Linked DNA regions of Triticum aestivum: region 1 is linked to region 2. The links are chromatin contacts, called in public Hi-C maps. All regions are on one chromosome and are shown on one strand. The core of a region is the stretch at or near the end of the contact, and the rest is flanking DNA. Distances in the headings are between cores, read along the strand shown. Region 1 holds the start of LOC123137984 (protein ABA AND ROS SENSITIVE 1). Region 2 holds the start of LOC123094830.

What was found. A called contact is a pair of places that touch in the nucleus more often than the background predicts.
Region 1: a Hi-C map of leaf shows a contact between it and region 2, with 3 times the contacts expected there. The contact joins the promoter of LOC123137984 here to the promoter of LOC123094830 in region 2. A contact is called at or near these places in 2 of 5 Hi-C or Micro-C datasets (both in leaf).

Annotation. Positions count from the first base shown.
Region 1 is chr1B:555,243,979-555,249,506 of IWGSC CS RefSeq v2.1, reverse strand. It overlaps LOC123137984 (protein ABA AND ROS SENSITIVE 1), which reads right to left and starts at 1,256. Exons shown (of 7, transcript XM_044557880.1): 1 at 1,014-1,256; 2 at 239-338. The coding sequence starts at 1,099.
Region 2 is chr1B:555,018,978-555,024,470 of IWGSC CS RefSeq v2.1, reverse strand. It overlaps LOC123094830, which reads right to left and starts at 2,719. Exons shown (of 1, transcript XM_044516717.1): 1 at 2,051-2,719. The coding sequence starts at 2,719. The coding sequence ends at 2,051.

The sequences.
Region 1 (5,528 bases), core at 7-2,506, 230 kb before region 2:
ATTGAAGTAAACCTTAGTGGTTGTCCAATTTGCTACAGGGTCATATACTCATATCTAGAATAACTACCAAACAACATGACAGCATACCCAGTAAAGCTGGAAACTGAGTGCTAACACTTAGAACTTCCATATGAAAACAGACCTGGACTGGCATAGAAATCCCCACATTCACGTTTCTGTCATACATACAACTGTCCATGTTCAGTAAACACTAACATGGCTTTATTACTCTGCTTACCTCATGATGTTTCCGTGAAACCTGGTGCGCAGGCCAAAGTGCTTCGGATTTCAACGTAACGTTGCAGACTCTACAGATGGGCTGATCGTATTCATTATACCTGCAGAAGATAATGCAGCTGGCTTTTAGATACTGTTATTGCTTGATTATCATACAGATGAGCTGATCACACTCATTTGGTTTAAGGTTTACACCAATGGGATTTAGCTAAGCAAATACTCCCTCCATTTCTAAATATAAGCCCTTTTATAGAGATTTCAATATGGACTACATACGGATGGATATAGACATGTTTTAGAGCCTAGATTCACTCATTTTGCTCCGTATGTAGTCCATATTAGAATCATTAAAAAGGCTTATATTTAGGAATGGAGGGAGTATAAGCAATGCATAAGGGGGTAATGAAAGGGGGCTAGATTAACACAAGACTATACAAGGTTCGAACCCTGAAATGAAATAGGAAGGCAACTGTAAATCGGTACTACCATGGAATCAAACTGCAACACTGCGATGTCCCACCCTCTACTCGAGAGCAAGCACAGTAGCAAACACTCAGTAATTTTAGGCCTACGCACCAAACCCCTGACGCCCGCGCCGGCTGCCCGTCCCCATCTTGCTAGCTAGGGTTACATCAGGCGAACGCGCGCCCCGGCACAAACCATCGCGGCCGTGGAAACCGGGTAGGCGGAAGGATCCGGGTTACGGAGGCCGTACTCTAGCAGGGAGGGAGGGAGGTAGGGAGGGAGGGAGGGAAAGGGAGGGGGGCGGAGGAGACCTGACGAGCGAGGGGTCGATGCGCTTCTCCTGCTTCTCCTTGGCCTCGCGGAGCTTGGCGCGGAACAGGGCCTTCCTCTGATCCATGCGCGCCGCCGTCGAGGTAGGACCAGGAATCCAGACGCCGAGGCCGTGGCGGCGCCTCGCCTGAACCTTCTTTAGCTTTCGCGACGGGAGGCGGCCTCGAGCTCCAGCGAGAGAAAGACGACGAGGCAACACGGCGTCTGCTCCGATGGCAAATGGGCCCGAGGGGCCGAACTTGGTGAGCCGCACGAATTGGCCACTGAGCGACGGACGGGCAGGCCGAGCGGACTGCAGAAAGGCCGGAGTGTTGGGCCTGCACGACTGGCTGGATAAGTTTCACTAAACTGGACGGCGCGATACTCAAAAAAAAAAAAAAAAAAAAACTGGACGGCGCCATCCGGGAGGTAAACTTGAGATCACTCAAAAAGAAAACTTGAGATCAACTTCCGGCCATCCTGTTTGAAGCTTGTTTCCAAGGTCATTGCCCGGTTAGCCTATGCAACATTGTGCACAAGCTTGTCCCCAAGGTCATTGCCAATGGGTTAAAGTTCATCATACCAGAGATCATATCAAATAACCAGAGTGCATTCTTGTCGGTGAGGCTTATCTCAGATAACATCGTGCTCGTTTACGAGATGTCCCATTTCCTAAGACAGAAGCGCTCTGGTGGTGCGTTTTTCGCAGCCCTCGCGTTTGACATAAGCAAAGCTTGCAAGTCATGACTGCGTGAGTGGAGTTTTTTTTGGAGAGGATTTTGTTGCGGTTGGGGTTCCGGAGTAAAAAGAATGACGGAATTATTACTTTATTAACTCAAATAAGGGTTACATCATCCGCTAGGAATTTAACAAGGAAGCTAGGAGGTGCCTTCCGGAGTAATTAGTGAACTTGACCCCCAAATGCATCAATGTGTGACACATAAGTTCAAAGTGTATACATCCCCCCCCCCCGGTCGCCCTCTCTGGCGACTCGGGGGAAACCCTAGTCGCGCCGCCAGCAGGCCCTACCGCTCCTCCTTCCCCACATTGCCGCCGCCGGAGGGAACGCCGGCGAAGCCCGTGCATGCCCAGTGAAGGTGGCGACGGGGCGTTCGTTCTCCACCCTATTGCGTCGCGGCCCAGGCGAATCGGCCACCCGTGGGGGCGGGGCGTGGTCTTCCCATCCTCGCGGCGTCCTGTTCGTCTCCGGATGCTTGGTGCATCTCGTGGTGGTGGGCGTGCAGCGGTGGGCGTGTATGGGCGGCTGGGAGGACCAGATTTGGCTGGCCTGCTCCCTACGCTCTCAAGTGTGGGCGGCACCTCGGGCTCACTCCGGCTGCAGGGGCGCGGTACTGGGCTGGCGACCTCCGGTGGTGCTGTCCAGGGTGAGCGTCGCAGGCGCTCGGCTCGTTGGCTCTGGTTCATGTGGGCCGGTTCCCAGTTTGGCGAGTTAGGCTGAGGAGGTGGATCTGGGGGTGGAAGTTGGTGGTGGCGCCCAGGCTCGATCTCCCCTCCTGTCGGCGCCAGTGCTCGAGGTGAGCAGCTGTGTCAATGGAGGTGCACCCTGCAGTCTGCGGTGAGGAGGCTCGCCATGGAGTTGCTGGGTGATGGGAGGTCTCGCGCTCCTGTGCTTGCCGGACACAGCGACCAATGTATGCGGAGAGGTCCGGTCTGCGATGCTTGAGGCGAAAGCCTTGTGCCGGCCTTGCCGGCATCGAGATTGAAAGGATCGATATGGTTGACTAGAGGGGGGTGAATAGGCAACTAACAATTTTTAAGCTTTTCTTTACCAAATTAAACTTTGCAACAAAATAGGTTGTCTAGATGTGCAACTAGGTGAGCAACCTATATGATGCAATAACAACTAGCACACAAGCAAGCAAGGATGTAACAACAAGTAGGCTTGCAAAAGTAAAGGCACGAAATAACCAAGAGTGGAGCCGGTGGAGACGAGGATGTGTTACCGGAGTTCCTTCCCTTTAAGGGGAAGTACGTCTCCGTTAGAGCGGTGTGGAGGCACAATGCTCCCCAAGAAGCCACTAGGGCCACCGTATTCTCCTCACGCCCTCACACAATGCGAGATGCCGTGAATCCACTATTGGTGCCCTTGAAGGCGGCGACCGAACCTTTACACGCAAGGTTGGGGCAATCTCCACATCAATCGGAGGCTCCCAACAACAACAACAACACCACGAAGCTTCACCACAATGGAGTATGGCTTCGAGGTGACCTCAACCGTCTAGGGTGCTCAACACCCAAGAGTAACAAGATCCGCAAGGGATAAGTGGGGGGAATCAAATTTCTCTTGGTGGAAGTGTAGATCTGGGCCCTCTCAACCAATCCCGAGCAAATCAACAAGTTTGATTGGCTAGGGAGAGAGATCGGGCGAAAATGGAGCTTTGAGCAACAATGGAGCTTTTGGGGGAAAGAGGTAGGTCAACTAGGAGGAAGAAGACCCCTTTATATAGTGGGGGAACACATCCAACCGTTACCCCACTGAGCAGCCCCGCACAGGGTGGTACTACCGCTAGGGAAGGGCGGTACTACCGCTGAGAGCGGTACTACCGCTCCCTACCCAGCGGTACTACCGCGCTGAAGAGGAAGTCAGGCCACTGGCCCCAGAGCGGTACTACCGCGGGAGTAGAGCGGTACTACCGCTGAGAGCGGTACTATCGCTTCTACTGCCGCTACTAGTGCCGCAAAACCCGACACGAGAAAACACCGTCTCGAATCGAGGCGGCAGTAGGCGCAGTACTACGTGGTACTACAGCCGAAGCCCGCGAGCGGTACTACCGCTTAGAGCGGTACTACCGCTTCGTGGAGCGGTACTACCGCTGGGGGGGCTTCGGCGGTACTACCGCTGTAGACCATGGTACTACCGCTGGCACAGGGCGAAGCAGGTACGGAAGAGAGGTACAGCTCCAAAGATGCGAAAGGAAGACGACAGGTGTGATAAGGATGTGTACGTGTTGATTCCACCCTAATCTTACCAAAGCGGATCCCCTCTTAATAGTACGGAGACTCCTACGAAACTAGTCCACCAATAACGAAATGCAGGAGCTACACCGTCTTGAATAAAAACACCGAGGGGAGGAAATCGTCTCGTGCCAATGGATGATTCTCTGAAAGAACTTAACGCACACGATTAGTCCGCAAAAGCATTGTCATCAATCACCAAAACCACTATGGGATAAATAAGCCCTTACAATCTCCCCCTTTTTGGTGGATTGATGACAATACGGGATTTGCATAAACACGATATAGAGTAAGCATACAAACCCCACAATCCTAACATGTAGAAGGGCTCCCCCTAGATGTGTGCTATTTAGATAAGTGCTTTGGACTGCACAGCACACATACTAGGATCAGAGCTCCCCCTACATTTTAGAGACCAACAATCTAAGCATGGTGTATGAAAGCAACATAGATGATATAACAGGAAAAACACGCAGCTCATAAGCTAGATAGACATAGATACTGATACTGGAAAGTTAAGGTAGCATATGTCTCACACCATATGACTCGAACATAAGTCTCACTCGAACTTAGGTCTCACAGACAAACCAACTAAAGCAGATGCGAGGAGAAAACACGAACAAGACAAGACACATGAATAAGACGAAGACGAAAGACACAACTCGCAAATCCCTAAGCTCTCTCCCCCTTTGGCATCGAGACACCAAAAAGGAGAGGGAGTGCTGCTACGGCCCCAGGTGAGAGCAAATGAGTGACACACGCATCAGAGCCCAGCGGAATCATCGGCACCACCATCGTCAGTCTGGAAGTGCTCGGCCTCAGAATCGGTCCACGGGCAGTGCTACTGAATCCACTCCTCCTCCTCAGTAAGCTGGTCCTCAGATCCACTCTTGACAGTAGCACCCAATTGACGCATGAGCTCCTTGTGACGACCTTGAGCCTTCTTCTCAGCCACATGAGTCATGTACTGACCGTGAGCCTCCATGCAGAACAGCTTCTTCATCTTAGACTTGAGCTTCTTAGCCCAAGAAGGCTCTACCTCAGAAGGCAAGTAGTCATCATCTTCATCCTCAGCCTCAGCCCCAAACTCTTCCTCAGTCTCCATGGCAGCAGCAGATGAAGGAACTCCAGTCCTAGGGGCCTGAGTGCCCCAGTTATCCTTCTTCCTCAGACGCTTGACATCGTGAGAGACCAAGTCTCCAATTTCCAGCACCACCTTGGGATAGACACGATCCCAGGCCTTCTCAATGAGCAGCATAATGAACGGACCATAAATTGGGCACTTGCGCTCGAAGATAGCAGAAACCAGCTCAGACCACATAACATGAGAGATATCCAAGGACTCTCTGGTGCTTTGCCCCTTCTCCCGCTGACAGAAGAGAAGCATGTCCACGAGATAAGAGTGAACCTGGTCCAGATTCCCGATGCGAGGGAAAAGAGTTTCTCTGAAGATACGGTGAAGTATGTCCAGATAGGCAGGCAGCTCATAGGTCTCCTTCTTCGTCTCATGGTTGATCCTTAGAGTGCAGTGGGGCCACAGA
Region 2 (5,493 bases), core at 1,470-3,969:
TGACCCGGAATCATCTTACATGGGTGATCATGAACAAGCTCATCTTGAATGACAACAAGTTGTCGCTTGACAATGAAGAAGCGCCCAACGGAAGATAATGTGTATGTTGTAGTCGTCGACCATAACCTAAAATCGGGAACATCAAACGGTTTTAGGTAACCCCGTGTCTCCCACAACACTTAGGGGGCGGCTCGGGCAAGCCATATGGGTCTGACCTCATCACTACTCCAGCACCCCCCCCCCCCCCCCCCCCCAACAAAGCCCAAGGACAAGATATCAACCCAAGGAGAAGCGGCACGACCTACGAAGAAGACTTTCCATCAAAGTACACTACATATTAGGAAAACACTATATAACACATAGGAAATGACAAAAAGAAATTGTGAAATGACAAATTCTAAACTGGTATGCCATCAAGCTGTCTTGGAGTATTCCATAACCGGAGCTATATAAGTGCACCAGGGCACCATGGAGGAGGATCCACTCCTTTCGTCTAGATTAGCGTATATCACGTAGAAGATTTTTGGCACTTCTCGTCGAAATCACCACCATCATCATCCGAACTCGTCGACTACCCATCAACATTGTGCAAGGCATGAAGTAGGGCTTTTGTCCATCTTCGAGGCCTGAAATCTGGGTATACCTTGTGTCTCTCTTTTATGTATTCTAGACCCATCGTTATCCTGACGTGATGTTCTCTCGATTATAAATTCCATGTACTCCCTCAAGTATGATGTTATGATCCATGTAAATCCCTCGTCACTTATCATGCTTGAAAGTTGCAATGTCTAGACAATGTTGTTTTGACCAGCTATGATTTTGTATTTGCATACCTTTACCTCCAAGAAACAAATCGATTTCAGTTTTCCCACTCCATACTGGTGTTTCATGGCTATGTCGTGGTTTGTGTTACCACGTTTTCTAATCAAACACCTTGCTACGTTGTTGTGATCTGAAAATGATGTGCAATTACATGCTTCTGATCAAAGAAACCACATTCGTAGGTCACAACGTATTAATTAACACTAATATAAATTCATGGGGTTTTATTTTTGAAACCAAGGAAACTTTTTTGTGTCATCTTATTAATTGAGAAGGCACAAAGTTGCTCGGTTAATTGGCCAATATAGTGGCGAAAACATTACAATAGTCCACACAGGGCAACTCGGTCAACCTCGCTACCCACATGAATACACATAAGCTGTCGAGGTTGTCCTCCAGTGTCATCATCATCACTCCTTCATGAGCAAGCGACTTTGACTTCAACATAGAGGACCATCAATGAATCCATATGGGCCCATGACAAAGGGCCGACCACTCGCGCAAGCGACTAGACAACCCCCACTCGGTCGACGAACCTTGTAGGAGAAAAGCACCAATCCTACGATGACCATGACCCTTGCAACCGAACACCTGTCTTGTGTCATCGTCACGCCAAGGGACCTCATTTATTGTTCCAACTCCACAAAAACATAGGGCGGAGCAAGAGAATTCCATGAACATGCAGCAAACACTAACTACCAAACCGTAAATTAAAAAAATCAAAAAAAATCCGAAACTTTGCAACATCAAAGATGGTCAAACTTTGAAGCTTCTTACAAGTTTTCATGCCAAAATATCATGTAGAGAAAGGTGGACAAATGAGTTTCAGATTTCAGTGCTAAAAGTGCTCCAAACTTCAAGCACTGAAATCTTTTTCGTTTGTAGAACTCCTTGAATGGTTTTTTTGCATTAAATATTTCAAGCATCTTCAAAGTTTGATCATCTTTGATGTTGCAAAATTTCTGACTGTTGATGAAAAAAAAAATTATGTTCACATAGGGTGCGTAGGCACTCGGGAGCTGAAAACCCACTCTCCTACCAGAACCCAACAGCAAACCAACTCCGCTCGTAGCCGAACAAGATGCCACACCAGGGTCACCGTCTCAGCATCCCCCACGGCAAGCTCTGGAAAGGCCACGACCCAAGATGCCCCGCCATCGCCTGTTCCGGAAGACCTGGAACAAGGGCTTGAGTTGTGCGCTCAGTTGTCTATCATCACCGGTGCCACTCATACCATTTGGGCCGCCAATGGCGCGAAGACGATGCACCGGCAGACCGGGCACGTCGAGTGCTCGTGCAGCCACGGGTCGATGCACTGCTGGTGGAACATGTGCAGGCACGCCGGTAGCCGCTTCACCGTCTCCCCCTTCTCCACCTCTCCGAGGCAGACTGAGCACTCCGGCGTGCCGCCGCCGCACTCCAGCTGCTCGTACGCCAGGATGTCATACACCGTCACCGCCTGCGCGCCTCCATGCACCGGCGCCTCCCGGGCCAGCGCGGGCATGTGGCCCTGTATCTGCTCCAGAAACTGCGGGAGAGCGCTGCTGCCTCTCCCGCTACCGCTTCGGCGCCGTAGCCTGGCGCGCGCGCACCTGCATGGCAGGCAGAGAAGCCGGCCCGCGGAACGGAGGAGCCGCAGGAGCGCCCCGTGGGTGGAGGCGAGGCACCGGCGCAGCGCCGACCACGGGAAGAGGACGCCGCAGAAGGCCGTGTACACGGTGGCGTCGAGGCAGACCCAGAGGAGGAGGAAGAGCGTGAGCACGATGATGGAGCCCTTGTTGCGCTGGGGCCTCTGCTCCAGGATGACGAGCCCGTAGAGGATCATGGCCGTGCCGCCGATGTAGACGGTGTTGACGACTGCCAGCCCGGAGGCGCGGAAGAAGCAATCCACGGCCATGGCATCTCGTGTCTCGACCGTAAACCAGCAATTCACTGGCCGATGGGTACGCAATTTCTCAGGAATTTCGAATTCTGTTCTGTACGGGGATGGCTCGTAAGTCGTCGCGCAAGAACTCCGTTGCGCACAGAAGAAGCAAGAAACGAGCAAATGAGCCAACCATAGGAGGAAGAGACAACTAACGGAGCGGTTGCGGTTGTACAGTACTCCCTCCGTCCGGAATTATTTACCATTAAAATGGATGAAAATGAATGTATCTAGAACAAAAATACATCTAGATATATCTATTTCAATGACAAATATTTCCAGAAGGAGGGAGTATTATTTGCATACTTAGCATATGTGTGCATATCTTAATATGGTCCGTAGCGTTTTTAGGGCGGCCCTATACATTTAGATTCACAGACAAAGATCGCACCAATATTATCTTTCTTTTGACACAGTAATATTATGTCTGTTACGTGGTCTATCTGGCACCTTCGGACCAGATTGACATGTGTATTCAGTTGGAGAAGTCAATTTTAATCCTTGAATTTGTAGAGGTTCCACGAAATGAACCCCCACATCAGAATACCTATCGATTGCACACCGAAGGATGTAATCCCGGTCAAAATCGAACACTGGTATCGTTTGAGGTATAAAAACACTGCCGTGGCAGATTTCAACCGGGATTTGTCTGACTGGTGGGCCCAGGAAGCGGCAGTGTTGACCACGGCAGGCACCCGTCTCCATGCGGGGCCGGCCAATCTTTTACACTGCTAAAAAAATATCTAATGTGTGAAACTTTTTTTGTTTTTCTTTTTATATAATCTATGAAAAAATATAATGCATGAAACTTTTTCAATTTATTTATTTTTAATTTGTGAAGCTTTTTACAAAAGTCATGGACTTTGTAGAATCCATGATTTTTTTCAAATACACAAATCCTTTTTCAATTTTACAAAATTTTCCCAAAATACATGAACATTTTTCTTCAAAATCATTGAACTTTTTCTAAACCCGTGATTTTTTTATAAAAAATCATGAACTTTTTTCTAGATTGATGAACTTTTTCCAAATCTATAAACTCTTTTTGAAAATTCAGGAGCTTTTTAAAATCGTTGATTTTCTTTCAAATTGATGAACTTTAAGTGGCAGTATTGACCACGGCGCACACCCATTTTCCGCTCTAGGCCACACCTTTTTTTTCTGTTACACTGCTAAATATATATCTAATGCAGGAAACTTTTTCCTCTTTCAATAATCCGTGAAAAGATATCTAACACATGAAACTTTTTTCATTTTTTTTTCTAAATTTGTGAACTTTCTTACAAAACTTGTGGACTTTTTCCAAAAAAAATCATATCCATGATCTTTTTTTAATTTCCGTGAACTATCTCGAATATCTACAGGGTTTTTTTTTCATTTCCATGAACTAAAGAAGGGTCAAATAGGACTATTTTTCCTTGTAGTGTACAACTAAGAGAAGTTAACCTAGTTGTTTATGGCTACAACTGTCAACGTACCCGACCGGAGTTTGAATCTTGTAACTCACAAATTAATAGTTGATCATGTTTTTTCCTTTGCGTTTTCTATAGGTTGTTGGGCCTCGCGGACTGCACGAAGTGGATAGCAAGCTGGGTGAAACTGGGCTGGCCCAGCTTTTCCACGTGCGGGCCTCGCAGCACAATCAATCCCGGCCACGTCGACAATCCCCATTTTTCAAACGACCCAGGGTTCGTTTTAGACCGGGATTGCATAATCCAGGGTGCAATCGACAGGGATTTCAACGTGGGGGTTCGTTTCACCTAACCTCTACGAGTTCGGGGTTTAAAATGAACTTTTTCCTATTCAATTTGACGGATTAGAGAGGATCTGGTACTTATGGACATTTTGAAACTGCAAGCCATGGTGTTGCCGAGGCATGGATGGTGATCACGGGACTCTGACCACGTCAATGTCAACACTGATACAATCATCATGCGTGAAGATGGGAATGGTGGGGCGGGGGGTTTAGCCCCATAGGCCAACTTCTTCCTTGGGGCATGGTGCAAGCCTTAACCTAGGATGACGGACCCCTTGATTGCGAAAGCCATGGTTGTGTGAGATGGGGTTATCTTCGTCAAACTCAGAGGCTTTCGGGATATAGTTCTTGAAACTGACAACATGTAGGTAGTAAACCTCTAGAACTCTCCCATGATTTTCATTTAGTTGTGGCGTCCATCGTTATAGAAGTTAGGGAGGTAGCTATTAGTTTTGATTCTTTTGTTGAATTTCAACATATAATAATAACAGATAATGGTATGTCGCATATCTGTGCTAAGCATGCTTGCACGATTGCCATGACTGAAAGCTGGATCAGTGAGACCCCTAACTTGTTGGTCAACTGACTTCCCAGCGAATTCTTTCAGTTGAATAAAGCTCTCAAGTTTTCCTTAAAAAAATGGAAAAGGCTATCGCTCAACCGGCGGATCTAGCGCGGGTGTCCACCGCCTCCATTGATTGACACGTGGTCTATTGGACCACGCATGCCTCTCTCCCTCGGACAAGCTCGCGGCGAACAATAGTGGTGTTTTGTTTTGCAACATCCACTCTGTTCCAAGAAAGATTTCTGCAACATCAGTTATGTTGCATAAGTTTCTTCCATTACACCATATAGACATGAAGACAAAGAAAAAAATTGCAACATCACCTCAGTTGCAAAGTTTTTCTGCAACAATACCTTTGTTGTAAAAATGTGAAGTAGGAAAAAAAATCTGCAACATGACCTATGTTGCAATAAATAAATCCTGCAA